Linked DNA regions of Mus musculus: regions 1 and 2 are each linked to region 3. The links are chromatin contacts, called in public Hi-C maps. All regions are on one chromosome and are shown on one strand. Each heading gives the region's core, a stretch centred on a gene start, on an enhancer-like site or on the middle of the called end of the contact. The rest is flanking DNA. Distances are from core to core; before and after follow the strand shown.

Region 1 (4,902 bases), core at 1,835-4,334, 370 kb before region 3:
TGGAGGAAGAGGGGGAGGAGGAGGAGGAGGAGGAGGAAGAGGAGGAAGAGGAGGAAGAGGAGGAGGAAGAAGAAGAAGAAGAAGAAGAAGAAGAAGAAGAAGAAGAAGAAGAAGAAGAAGAAGAAGAAGAAGAAGAAGAACTGTGACCATTCCCTAAACAAAATCAAAGGCCAGGCCTGTGGTTCACACCTGCAGCCCAGTACTTGAGTGGAGGAGGAAGGCGGTAAAGGTTACCCTCAGCTGAAAATCCAGTTACAGCCTGGGCCATAAACCGCTGTCTCACAAAGTTCAAAACCAAAACCAATCAAAAAAAGCAAGGAAGTAGAGTTTTAAAAACCATAAAAATAACCAGGCCCAGACTCCTCCAAGAACGAATAAAAAAAAATAAAGGAAACAAACTCTCTAAGTTCTTCTAGCTTCTTTGCAGGTGCTGGGACCTAACAGTAAGGCTCTTTGTGTAAATCTGTGACCTTCAGGTCCACCCTCAAGGTGCTTTGTGTGAATCCTTGACCTTCAGGTCCACCCTCAAGACTCTTTGTGTGAGTCTGTGACCTTTATGTCCGCCCTCAAGGCTCTTTGTGTGAGTCTGTGACCTTCAGGTCCACCCTCAAGGCTCTTTGTGTGAGTCTGTGACCTTCAGGTCCACCCTCAGAGACCCCTTAGTATTAGTATGTCTGCTTGAGAAATAAGCAAAGAGAGGCTGAGAAGGGTTAGGTATCTTGCTAAAAGTCACACAGCAAATTATGTGAGGAACAGAGCTGCCTTTGCATCTGCCTTTCGAACATGGACCCAATCTGTCACATGCTGTGTAGTCTGGCCTGGCCTGGCCTGGCCTGGTCTGGTCTGGTCTGGTCTGGTCTGGTCTGGTCTGGTCTGGTCTGGTCTGGCACAGAATGGCATGGTATGTTGTGGCATGGTATGGTGTGTTATCTATGTCAGAAAAACAGCAAGTGATACACTAAACCTCTATTAACAATCAAGCTCTTTGTGAGAAGTAGAGAGACGGCATCACGTGAGAGATATATGCTCATTGGTGAAAAAAGGCCTCGACTCTATATCCCAGTCAGGACCTCCTTTTTTCTCTCTAAGTGCAGACCCCAAGACATCCTTAAGGAGGGAGCTTTGTCAGCCACTGATTCTCTCATTGATCCCACAGGAGCTCTGTGGTCTGAGGGAAGGTAATAGTTTCAAGTCTGTTTTAGTATCTGCTATCCAGCCCTCAGCATAGGTGGGGGCCACTCATCCCACAGGATGATGATCGGGTTCACTGACCAGTCAGTCTGTAAATAAGTATACCTCGGTCACTGCGCTCCCGCGAGACGGTTCTGGGAGTGGCTTAGGCAGGAAGAGGCAGTGGAATGACTTGGAAGCTAGGAAACGAGACACTCATAGGTCACCTTCATCAAGTACTGTCTGAGTGATTTCATTGAAGCCACTGGAGTCCATTTACCTATGTGTCTGAGAAGGAAGTGAGCTAATGCTCTCTTGGCTCTGACTCTGAGGTCGGTGTTGTCCAGTTGCTTGGATGCTTGTTACACACAGACACCAAGTGTGTTTGGCTTGCGGGGCTTCAGAGCAAAACTGGATGTAAGAAGAAAAGGGTGTGTGTGTCTCGGTAGGTATCGTAGCTCAGTTGATAAACGGCTTGTCTAGCATGCACAGAACCCCTGGCTTGCTTCACAGTCCTGAGCGTGTTGGTGCATATCTGAGATCCTAGCACTTGGGAAGATCAGAGTTCAAGGTCATCCTTGGCTACAAGGTCTGGCTGAGCCACTTGAGGGGGACAGGGGATGGAAGGATTCCAGCTGCAATTTTGTCCCCCCAAAGATAGTGCTGTGTATCTGTCAGTGTGTGTAGGTGAGAAGCTGAGTTCTCAGGTGAGTGACATGTGAAAGACCCTGCCTCCAGTCTCTATTCCTTTGGCTCTGACTTGAGTACTGAACTTGACATTGTTACTACATTGTATCCCCTCACTAAGCCTGCCTGCAACTCTGTGTCTCAGGGCAGGCTGTCCTAAGTACAAGCTTGCTTCCTGATAGGCTTCCCACAGTCTAACGTCTGTGTAAGTCCCTCCTGCTGTCTAGGGAAAGGGTGACTATGCACTTTTACAGTAGGTTAGAGGGAAAGTTGGAGGCCCTTGAATTTTCTTTGTATGCCCAAGTATAGTGTGAGTCAAGTACAGACTCACACAAAGCACCTTACTGTTAGTTCCCAGCACTTGTGAAGAAGCTAGAAAAACTTAGGGAGTTTGTTTCCTTTAATTTTATTTGCTTTATTTTCTTTAAATGTCAGACAACTCGAACTCTACAGAAAACGAGACAGTCTTTCTATGTAATCCATGACGTCCAAAAGCTCACCCTGTAGATCAGCCTGACTTTGAACTCATAGAGACCTGCCTGCCTGTGTCTCTCTGCCTCCCAAATTCTGGGATTAAAGGTGTGGGACCACCATGCCCAGTCTACATAGAGAATTTGAGACTATCCTGGGCCATATGAGACCCTATCTCAGATACCAAGAAGCTAGCCCCTTCTTCCCCCCTACCCCCCAAAACAACTGCAGAGTAGACACCAGTGAGAAGAGGCTGAGGAGGAGCAGCTCTGGTCTGGGGAGCACTGTCCCTCTTCCCGTTTCCCCATAACTGTGTGTACAACTCCTGGTGGTGCGCCTTAGGATCTCAGCGAGGAGTCTTCGCTCCAGGGTGTCTCAAGCCTTAGCGGAGATGATCGAGGTACTTGAAGAAGAGCAGACAGGCTTAAGGTTAACCTGCCCTCCCTCTGACCTTGCTTCAGAAACTGTCCTCTCCGACTACTCAGCAACAACCTCTCTCTTTTTTTTTGCAGACACTCTGTCAGGACGATTGTCTTGTTCCCCTTTCCCAAGGAGAATTTTTCAGAGGCTCAGGTGCCCCTGATGCACGTGGACACTGAGATACCAAATCCTTTTAGGTTAGCTGCTCTGCCGCCACGGTGTTGTTAGTGTAGGGCTTTGGACTCTGTAACCTTTCTCTTTAAGGCTGCTTTGACTGACCATCCAGTTGCACTGAGAAAGGAAGGGCTAATCAGTTAGTGGAGGCAAAGGGGAAGTTAGGGAGATACCTCAAAGGAAGTGTGCACTTTGAACCAGAAGAGAGAAAGTGAAGGTCTGACTTGGGCTCAGACAGACTTTAGGGCAAGGCTGCCCTTTCTGTTGAGATCTGAGCCTGCTGGCAGCCAGATGCCATCTGAGATCAGTGGGCACGGAAGCATTAGTAGCAGAAGGCCAAAACCTGACGTTTTTGTCTGAGTTGCACTTTACAATTAATTCAGGAACTCTGCCACCCCAAGGCAGCGTCTTTTGTAGCCCAGGTTGGTCATAAGCTAAGGCTGGCCTAAATCCTGACTCTCCTGTCTCTACCTCCCCAAGTACCACCATGCCCAGCTTTACTGGGAAACTGGTAGTGCTAGGGATAGAGCCCAGGTCCCCAGGCATGTTAAACCAGCATTCCACCACGGAGCACATCTCCAGTTCTCAAGTTTACTCTTAACCTCCTTGAGGCAGGATCTCAGGCTGCTTAACTATCTATAGGCTAGCCAGGCTTTGATCTTGTAATCTTCTGCTTCAGCCCTCCCCCAAAGCGGGCATCATAGGTTCATCTTATTGCAAAAATGTTTTTAAGGCCAGGCATGGTGGCACACGCCTTTAATTCTAGCACTTGGGAGGCAGAGGCAAGTGGATCTCTGCGTTCCAGGCCAGTCTTGCAACATGAATACACACACACACACATGCAAATGTATATATGTATATATATATATTTTTTTCTTCAAGCAGGGTCTCATTATATACCCTTGGGTGGCCTAAAGCTTGTCATGTGTGTGTATGTGTGGTGTGTGTGTGTGTGTGTGTGTGTGTGTGTGTGTATGTATATATGTATATACTGTAATTTTTTTTAAACAGATTTTCTCTACATAGCCCTGTCCAGACTCGCATTGAACTTACGGAAATCTACTGCCTTAGCCTTTCAAGTGTGGGATGAGAGATTTTTGCCACCATGTCTAGCAATTTAAGAAAAGTGTTTATTAAATGTTGTTTATTGCCGGGTGACGGTGGTGCACTTCCAGAACAGCCAGTGCTATGCACAGATAGACCATGTCTGGAAAAAACAAAAAAACAAAAGGAAGAAACAAGGATGTTACTTATTTTTATTTTACGGGTGTTTTGTTTAGAGATACATCTGTGTACTGTGTGCAAGGAGTGCCCAAAGAGACCAACAGAGGGCGTCGGATCCCCCTGGAATTGGAGTAACTGACACGTGGGTTCTGGGAACCAAACCTGGCTCCTCTGAAAGAGCAGCCAGTGTTCTTGTCCACCGAGCTGCCTCTCCAGCTCCTGCAATTTAATTTTTAAAATATTTAAACATTTTAATTTTTATGTCTGTGTATCACATGTGTGCATTGCCTGTGGAGGTCAGTAGAGGGCCTTGGACCCCCTGGGATTGGGGTTGCAGGTAGCTGTTAGCCCCCTTATAGGTAGCTGATGCTCTCCACCAAGGACCCGATTTTCCAGCCTCTTCATTGATTGTTTTGGGAAAGGGTCTCACTCTGTCACCCTGGCTGGCCTGGCACTTGTTTGCTATGAAAACCAGGCTGGCCTCAAACTCACAGAATTCCTCCTGCCTCTGCCTTCCAAGTGCTGGGGTTATGAGTGTATCACTACACCTGGCTTATTATTATTTTAGTTATGCAGCTCTGTGTGGGTTTGTGCATGTGATTAAAGTACACAGGAAAGCCACAAGGGGGTGCCAGATCCCTGGAGCTGGAGTTATAGGCAGCAGTAAAGCAGCTTGATGTGGACACTGGGTATTGAACATGGAGCAGCTGGGCACACTGTGTACTACTGATCCATTTCTTCAGTCCACTGCAGAGC
Region 2 (4,359 bases), core at 144-2,643, 450 kb before region 3:
GCGCAGTCAAAAGGGTCATCATACCATCCTGAATATGCCCAGTCTTATCTCAAGAAGCAGACAGCAGTGCCAAAAGCCTTGGTCAACCAGATGGTTGTAGTTGCAGGAAAGTGTGTGTGTTGGGAAGGGGAGATAGACAATTCTAACGACAGTGACTGTGGGCTGAGTAGGTACATAAAGGAAAACAAACTTAACTATAAAATATAAAAGTCTGTGGCTAGAGAATTGGCTCAGTGGTTAAAAGCACTAACCTCTCTCCTAGACGACCCAGGTTTTAATTCCCAGCACCCAAATAGATGCTCACAATCATCTGTAACTCTAATCCCAGAGGATCAAAGCCCTCTTCTGACCTCCATGGGAACTGTACACACATGGTGCACAGATTTACATGCAAGCAAAACACTGATACACACTAAAAATAATAAAATAAAATTTAAAGATATTAATGTAAAATTCAGAATGGATTTAAAGAAAACCATGCATGTTGCTGTATGCCCATAATCCTAGCATCTAGGAGTCAGAGGCAGGAGGACCATAGCAACTTTGAAGCTAGCTTGGTCTACAGAGTAAACACCAGGCTAACCAGAGTTCCTTAGGGAGCCCTTCCTCTCCCAATGACACAGGAAAGAATTAGAATAGTGGCTGCCCTTCCCCAGCTTGTGTTGTGGTAGGGTCATGACAGGAAGCCCAAGCTGGTATTGAACTTAAGATCCCTCTTGCCTCAGCCTCTCTAATTCCAGAATTACAAGCATGGGCCTATTCCCAAGCTGGGTATGGAAATGCTTGGCAAGTTCTTCCACTGAGCCATGTCCACAGCCCTCAACAACTCCTAGTTCTAGATTTAATAAATCGTTTGTAGCAACTTTATAATCTCAATTCTTTAAGCACAATTCTTTAAAGCCATGTTCCTACCAATCCATTATTTCAAGCAAGAAATATAAATCTAGGTATAGACAACATCTGTGTATTGCATCCTAGCTACTAGGAGTACTGAATAGAAGTTGTCATCTTCTTGACCCTCTTTCTAGTCTTCTTCCAAGAAGAAGAAGTTGATGGGCTAAGTCTAGTGAGCATTGGCCAATATTTTTGCTCCCAAGAGAATGAATGTACAAAGGGTGGTGTAAGCTCTCTGCTCTGAAGCAGGTCAAGACAAGCCTCTTCCTCCATAGAGTAGCTGAACAAGAGTCTCTTCCCTACCCCAACTCCCCACATGTAAGTCCCAAGCCTCTAGTCATTTATGCCTCAGATCCATCATGTATTCCAATCTAGATTTACCACAGTGTGGATACTTTAATCTTCATGTTCCATTTATTTCCCCAAAGCTTCAGTAGTCAGAAAGGAGTGAGGTGAAATGAATGAGCGCCCTGGTTTCTTCCATTTTCTGTTGCTATAACAACAGCAACAACAAACCCTGAGATAGTGATTACGTCATGAGTCATGGTGCATCCTTGTTATTCCAGCACTTAGGAGGCATAGGCAGAAGGCTATCCTATGCTACATGAGGCCCTGTCTCCACAGCCTCCTCTCCATCACCCCAAAATGAAAGTTTTTCCCTAAGTCTTTCTAGATTTAGGAGACTGGGAATTTCCAAACATGGCATCAGAGTGTTTTAAGCTTCTCACGAAGACTTCATATTGCTTCAACCCATGGAAGAAAAAGGAAAGGCAAGCAGATATTTTTGGAGCTGACAGAAAGAGAGGGGCAGCCGGGCGTGGTGGCACACGCCTTTAATCCCAGCACTCGGGAGGCAGGGGCAGGTGGATTTCTGAGTTCGAGGCCAGCCTGGTCTACAAAGTGAGTTCCAGGACAGCCAGGGCTATACAGAAAAACCCTGTCTCAAAAAAAAAAAAAAAATGAGAGAGAGGAGGGGGGGCAGCCTGCTTCATGACAAGCTGTTCCCATGAGAATGGCATTAGTCACAGCTAACGGTCTAACCGCCTCATGAAGGCTCCCATCTCCCAGCAGCAGCACCACCACAGTGACAACCGAATTTCGACTTGAGATTTGGAGGGGACAGACCACATTAAAGGACAGCCGAGTGAAGTTCCAGTTCTGTGGGTATAGTAGAAATGATCTCACACTGAACAAGGCAGTAGGGCCTACAGCTGCTTGCCCCCTTAACCCCGGGCGATTCTATGGGGGCTGCTCAATTCCAAGACCTTCTTTCCTTCTCGATGGTGCAGAGCCAAGCCACCTCGTGGTCTCCAACAGCCCCCATGTGAATGTGAAGAAGAAGTTTCAGACTTCCTTTCTTTTCTGGAACAATGTTCATATCTAGCGGAGCAAAATGTCCTCTTTGGAGCACAGAAAACCAGCACTCCAAGAGAGACAAATATTAAATTCTAATCTTCAACTTTTCTTTGTAATAGAAGTGACCTTTGTTTTTGTTCAAGGAAAATCTCTAAATAGAAAGGAAATGAGAGGTAGGAAGCAAAGAGGAAAGAAAATATCTGTTAAGGGGAAAAGTCGAGAAATTCACCTGAAGGCTTCTCTGAAGGTCACACTAACAGATGTTTTGATAAAGCCATCCTCTCTGGTGCACTGTCCTACCTTCACTGGCAAGTTAGAGTGAGAGAAACCAAAACAACACCTTTCCCTTTGTCCTGAGGACATGACTTTGCAAGACCTCAATTTATCTGGTCTCTGGGCTCTTCATCCTGATGCTTAGCTCACACTACGGAACAGTCTGGTTTAATAAAGCATTTTAAAGCCCATGATGGGAGAAGTTACAGACCCTAGTATGGACGCTACTGCCCCTCCTCTAAGTGGATATCAAGCTGACTTCTAAATATTATGTTTACATTTATATTTGCTCAGAGGAGAGTCATTTTTCTGTAGTGGGCAATGCTAACTTCAGAGACTCAGTCTGTCAAAACCCTGGGAATATGTGATGGTTGAGTGCCCGGCCAACAATGGAATAGCTATGTCACTCCCTCTGAAGCACAGGAAAATCCAAGAAGACAGGGCAGGAAAAATGTGAGAGTTGGAAGAAGTGGTGGGGTGTCGTGGAATTCTGCCTTGTGGGCATGTCCTGGCTGTTATAGCCATGAACTCATAGCAACTGTGTTTTCCTATGAAAGACTGGAATAGTCAACATGCTGTCATGGAACAGAGAGGGACCCTGGGGGCTCTGGTTCTTCCTGGGCATGTTTAGGCAGCTCATGGTTGCTAGGGAATTGAGAAACATTTTCTATTTTCTTCAGTAGTGTAAGGTATCTGTGCTCCTGTAAATAGCCGGTCACCCGTTCTCCTGAAAGCATCCTAATGAGACTCAGTGCATCACACACAAAATATATGAAAACAGAGATGGGCTTGGGGGCAAGACAAAGGATGTTAGCCTAAGTGAATAGGACGTATGATCAATATGGCCTAAGAAACTTTAAAACCCCTAAAATTAAACTGGAACCTTTAAAAATGGATGAAAATGTGTTTTTAAATATGAAAGTGGCCTGCGAGGAATGGTCATTTGGAAAATGTAGCCTAGACAAAAGGACTGAGATTACATCTGCATTTCAATGACATCATAAAAATCTCTCAACAAGGATCTTATCATTTGGCCTATGACAAAGAACAAGTGATGACGTCAGCTAGTCTGTTATACATAAGGCATTTTTGTAGGAGTCTAAACACTATGTGTCCAGCATACAAAATGCTAAACCTTGAACATAAATGAACTTCCACAAAGCAAATTCAGAGTGGAAAACAAGCTCCCAAAGAGGCAAAATAAGACATATTTAATATTGCCATGTGTGCTAGAGGGAACCCTGGGACGCATGAGAAATGAACATGGTGTGCGTGAGGGAGTGGCAGAGCTGTGATACTAATAGTTAAATCCTACAAGATGCTCCTAGCTTGTGAGAAGAAAGCAAGGCTAAAAGGACAGCTACCTCCAGATGGTTCTGAAAGGCACTGCAAGAGCAAAACAGCTGTCCAAGGGAGAGGATGCTCTACTCATCCAACTCGGGCTCACCATCCTTTTGTTGCTCAATGAGGCTTGATACAAAGGTCTATCAGTCAACACAAGATAACTTGACCACTAACTGGCCTTGCCTTATATTCCTAGATGCCAAATGATTCTCTTTTAAACCCTCCTCTTGTTCCTTGTTCCTTTGTAAATCAGGAGTCCAAAGGTAGTTAGAAGAAGAAGAAGAAGAAGAAGAAGAAGAAGGAGGAGGAGGAGGAGAGGAGGAGGAGGAAGCAAGAGAGAGAGAGAAAGAGAGAGAGAGAGAAAGGAAGAAGGAAGGAAGGAAAGAAAGAAAGAGAAAGGAAAAAAAGAAGTAAAATTGCAGCTGGTGGCCATCCCTGAAGCTATGTGTGGCGCAAGCTTTGGTGTCTCTCAGTGTGCTAGAGAATGGAACC
Region 3 (4,413 bases), core at 1,838-4,337:
TCTGTCAGGTGACCTGACATATAGTTTACAGCAGGGCTTACTGCCCAGGCAAATTTGCCTCTTACGCCTTCTAAATGCTGGGCAAGTGACTTAGCTCTCTCAAGCCTTGGCTTCCTCTTCTGAAAAAAAAATGAGAATAAGAATACCAAATTTATGAGGACTTTTATGAAAATTAAATGTGACAATAATTATAATTAGCATATAAATCATAAATAGTAATGATCCTTTGTGCTTTTAGTTTAGTCTGTTTTCTTAGGGGGTGTCTGGTATCTCAGGATGGCCTTGAACCCACTATGTAGCCAAGGATGAGTTTGTTCCTGTTCTCCCTTTCCTGAGTGCTGGGATTATATGCATGCAGTACCACGGCTGGTTTCTGCTCTGCTCAGGACAGAACCCAGGGCTTCCTGCATGCTAGGTAGAAACTCTACCAATGGAGCTACCCACATCCCTAGCCCAAACATTATTGTTTTGGTTTGTTCTGGCTATGATTATCATCAATACCATTAGCTTAATTCAAAAGCTAACACAATCTAGCAACCTGTAGAAGGACGTGCTCCCAAGACAAGGACTTATCAAATAAATGGCAATTTAACCCCAGAGCAGAAATCCATGATTCTGAACTCAGATGAGATTGTTTCAACTTCTGGGACCTTAGACTTTCAACCCTCCCCCAACTGCCTGCCAAGAATATGCAGAGATGATATAGCAATCAGAATATCACTGTATACAAATATCTGGCAGGTTGAGATGAAAGATGTTTCAAGCCTTGCTAAGACACACCTTTTAATTCACTTTTCTGGCTCCACATTGTGCATTTCAGTGGATGGCCAAATATCTATGGTTATATAGAAAGCACTAATTAGATTCTGGGTTATTAAAAAATATTGACTGAACAGGCTATATTTAAGGATATGTATGTCTTTACATATTTGCATGCAATAACACATTTCAGAGAGCTTCCAAGACCTGCTGTGAACACGGGAAGTAGAAGGGTGTTGAGAAGGATATTTGAGATTCTAGAAAAGCTGGGTTTGACTCTATGAGCAGCATCCCTGGGAGCCTTGGAAGAGAGGAGAGAGCCGTCATAGAGACTGCGCTGTGTGGCTACACAGTGTAGGCAGAGGCCCTGCTGGGAGGGGGCACTGGTGGGAGAACAGGTGTTGGGAGCTTGTCCAGGAGTCACTGCCACCCTGAGCCACCACAGCACAAGGCAGTGCACAAGTGAACCTGACCAAACATCGGGCAACAAGAATCTCCCTGAGAAGCTGCTGCCATTTCAAAGTGTAGACAGCAATCCTGGGCCTTGGAATTAGAAACTATTGATGCCAGAAAGGTTACCCTTGGGACAGGCAGTAAGAGTCACCAAGGGGATTAAACGACGATACAACAGTTGTAAAAACTAAAACAGAACCCCTTCATTTAGATTGAATTGCTCAACTTGGCAGGGAACTGTGCAGGTTTCAGATCTTCCTAGGCTAAATCGTCATATATATGCACTCTCAATCAGCAAAAGAAACAGCCTAACAAGATCTTTCTGTGGTAGACACCTGCATCAGACAATGGCACTGATCTCTGGGGGATTTTAAACAGCTGTGCATAAACTTCAAAAGTAATTTGCAACCAAATTAGTAAATGTCACCCTTCTTCCCACAAGACACAGCATTTTTTTTTAAAAAAAGAGAGAGCAAGCATCCTCATTTAAGCCTGCCATTTTACACATTCTCAAAGATAAGGGGGTGGGGGGTGCGGCGGGATGAAGATGATGTTTCACAAGGTTGGGGTGTGGGTGGGGTGAGGTACTCAAGATCTTAGAAAAGGACTACTCAGGCAAGGAAACAAGCCCTGGGGAGGAAGAAGCAGTGGTGGGCATGGCTTCCAGGACAAATGCACGGAGCCATTAAGTTCTGTTTCCTTGACTCCTGAATCCCGAGACTTTTCCTTTGCTAAATGAAAGGGACAAATGAACTGAGCTGAGAAGACAAAGGCAGATCCCCCATATCTTGTCTGAGGTTCATCACACAATTCCCCAGTCTAGGTCTGTGTTCTCAAAAGGCACCTGCAGCTTAAAGGACTGGGGCTTGGGCACAAACGGTCCATTTTTCCCACTGACAGCCCAAGCTCTTTCTCCCTCCCCCCCAACCCCCACCCCTGCCCTCCGCCCTCCCATCTCCACACATACCCAGCTGTGTCACCACTGAATAATCTTTTATTAGCACCATGGCCAGCCCACATAGTAGCAGGACAGCCCAGAGGACAGGGCAGCTCTGTGACGCTCCCCTTGCAGAGAACACCAGAATCACTAAGGTTCAGCCCGCCGTTGGACCTCTCTCCCACGCCCACATGGAGTCATTAAAGTCACCCGTGGTACTTTGATAATGCCAGCTCTTAAAACTCCAGTGGAACAAAGAGGTTGCATATAACAAAATGCATCTTAACATGTGACACTCAAAGCTAGAAAATAATCTTGTTCTAAGGAAGTGAATACCTCAACTTTTAAAATCAAACAACAAACAAACACCTAAAATACAACCTAGCCCCTGAAAAACAAAACAAAACAAACAAAAACCCGAATCAAGCGCTGCAGCAAATTCCCAGAAAACTAGGTGTTCTCCATGGACAGGTCTCCTAGGACAGAAAACACTCCTTACAAGTCTATGGTTTTGTTTTTGTTTTTGTTTTGTGGAGAACACATAAAGTTGCAACTGTTTCCTTTTTCCTAGCCTGCCTTTCCTCGGGTGCTAAGGAAACGCAAAGGAAGAAGGAAGCGCCCCTCAGTCCCTGACCCCAGCTTCCACTGGTCAAGGTCGCCAGCACACAAGAAACCAACGACTGGAGGAGCCCCAAAGTTTGCTTTTTCTCGATTTTGTTCTCACCCCTGTTACTCCTGACAGTCCCCTACCCTTTCCTGGAACACTTGCAAGAGACATTCGGGTGGCCCTTCAGGCCCTGATCTTTGGCACCTCCAGTCTGCTCACTCCTCGGTGGTAACTTGGGACCCTGGGTCCTACCTGGTGTCGCGGCCGCGGTCCCAGAGCAGCGCCGCTGTTGCTCGGATGGCGGGGACTGGCGCGGGCCTGGCGACCCAAGGGTACTCCGGTGGCGGCACCGGCCAGAGGGCGCTCGCCACGCCGGCTCAGGGACGCGCGCCTGGTTGCGTTCCGCGAGCGCTCTCGGCCTTCCTCCTGCTGGCTCTGTCCCCACCCTCCATCCTCACGCCTCACTGGCCACTTGTCGCTCTGCCGCGACTGGGACCCGGAGGCTGCAGGAGGTCTGGATGAAGCAGTCACCGGGCGGGGAGCGACGCCGCAGGCAGCGCGAAGCGGGACGGACGCCAGAGCCTCAGCCGCCTGAGTGCCAGAAAGGGGGGCGCGAGAGCAGTCTCTTCTTGCTTAGCTGAAAAACCATAAATGAGCAGCCAGTGGGAAGGGCTAAGGTCGCCGGCAGAAAGAAGTGTTTTATTTAATCCATTTTGCATTACAAAGGGCTTACGAGTTGCTTTTGTTTTGGTTTGCTTTTTAATTACCTACGAGTGTGTTTGGACACAGCTCTGTAGTGGCATAGAGGCTTCTTGGTGGAGTCTTATGAATGATTTTTGATGTTTTGAACTGCTGTAAACTGTACAGCATTTCGGCAGCAACTTTTCGTCACTAGGGTGTATTTGTCTTTTTAAGAGTTTTTATGCCATGCTGCTAATGTTCATGATTGTCTCTATAACAAGGGGTGGTAGATTTTCGCGCACTTAATAAAATTACATTTTTGTTGTGCAGTACAGGAAGGCCAGATTAGTATGAGAATTTAAATAGTAACACTATTTAAATACTCCACCCTACCCCATGTTCTCCTCAGCAGGCTTCTGGTTACTGACATACATCATCTTTAAATGGCCACAGGTACGGAGAGTTTCAGCTTCTAATGTGACTCTACAGATGACACTGAGACATGGAAGTGCTTGGTGACTTGATCAACTGATACTTGGGGCTGTGTTAAGAAGCCACAAATGGCGATACTTCCCTATAATGTATATGAACCATCAAAACCAATGCACAGAGTTTTAAAGGTTACAAAAATATTTGGCCAAAATTAATCCACTTTGCCATTTGTTGATACATAAGCACTGAACTAGCCCACAAGTCAGGATCTTACAATACAGAGGCTGTGCTTCCAGCCCTGAAGTATGATGACCTCAGGACATCAAAGTCTGGCACATAGTAGGCCTCCATTATATTTTGGCTATTACATTTGGCAGAAAAGTGTGTCATGCCTGGGAACAAGGTCAAAGGGCTGGAGTGATGGTCCCCACTTCTGCCCCAGTCTGTGACTGCTAAGGATCCTCTTGTTCAAAGATGAAAGGACTGGCTTCTCCAGCCAGTCTTCAGTAGATCCTACTGGGTTGGGGAGAAATGACAGAGTGAT

What was found. A called contact is a pair of places that touch in the nucleus more often than the background predicts.
Region 1: a Hi-C map of hematopoietic stem and progenitor cells shows a contact between it and region 3, with 2.9 times the contacts expected there. The contact joins the enhancer-like site here to the promoter of Prkcq in region 3. A contact is called at or near these places in 1 of 39 promoter capture datasets (the HPC-7 cell line), 2 of 484 Hi-C or Micro-C datasets (hematopoietic stem and progenitor cells and natural killer cells), 8 of 115 datasets of contacts at active chromatin or transcription factors (the 230-238 cell line, astrocytes, bone marrow-derived macrophages and 4 more) and 2 of 9 other capture datasets (adipose tissue and liver).
Region 2: a Hi-C map of Th1 cells shows a contact between it and region 3, with 5 times the contacts expected there. The contact joins the enhancer-like site here to the promoter of Prkcq in region 3. A contact is called at or near these places in 2 of 484 Hi-C or Micro-C datasets (CD8 T cells and Th1 cells) and 3 of 115 datasets of contacts at active chromatin or transcription factors (memory CD8 T cells, regulatory T cells and thymic regulatory T cells).

The regions. Positions count from the first base shown.
Region 1 is chr2:11,542,718-11,547,619 of GRCm38.p6, reverse strand. It overlaps a transcript of Pfkfb3 not described here. Among named protein-coding and RNA genes, the nearest start is that of Gm10851, 24 kb to the right of the region's middle. Within about 2 kb of position 3,084, at least 68 of the 459 cell types and tissues checked have an H3K27ac peak or open chromatin away from gene starts, as enhancers often do. A contact at or near this core is called in the HPC-7 cell line, bone marrow-derived macrophages and hematopoietic stem and progenitor cells, where this site is marked.
Region 2 is chr2:11,620,960-11,625,318 of GRCm38.p6, reverse strand. No RefSeq gene overlaps it. Among named protein-coding and RNA genes, the nearest start is that of Il2ra, 20 kb to the left of the region's middle. Within about 2 kb of position 1,393, at least 35 of the 459 cell types and tissues checked have an H3K27ac peak or open chromatin away from gene starts, as enhancers often do. A contact at or near this core is called in CD8 T cells, Th1 cells, memory CD8 T cells and 1 more, where this site is marked.
Region 3 is chr2:11,171,056-11,175,468 of GRCm38.p6, reverse strand. Prkcq (protein kinase C, theta) reads right to left here and starts at 3,087. Exons shown (of 18, transcript NM_008859.2): 1 at 3,009-3,087.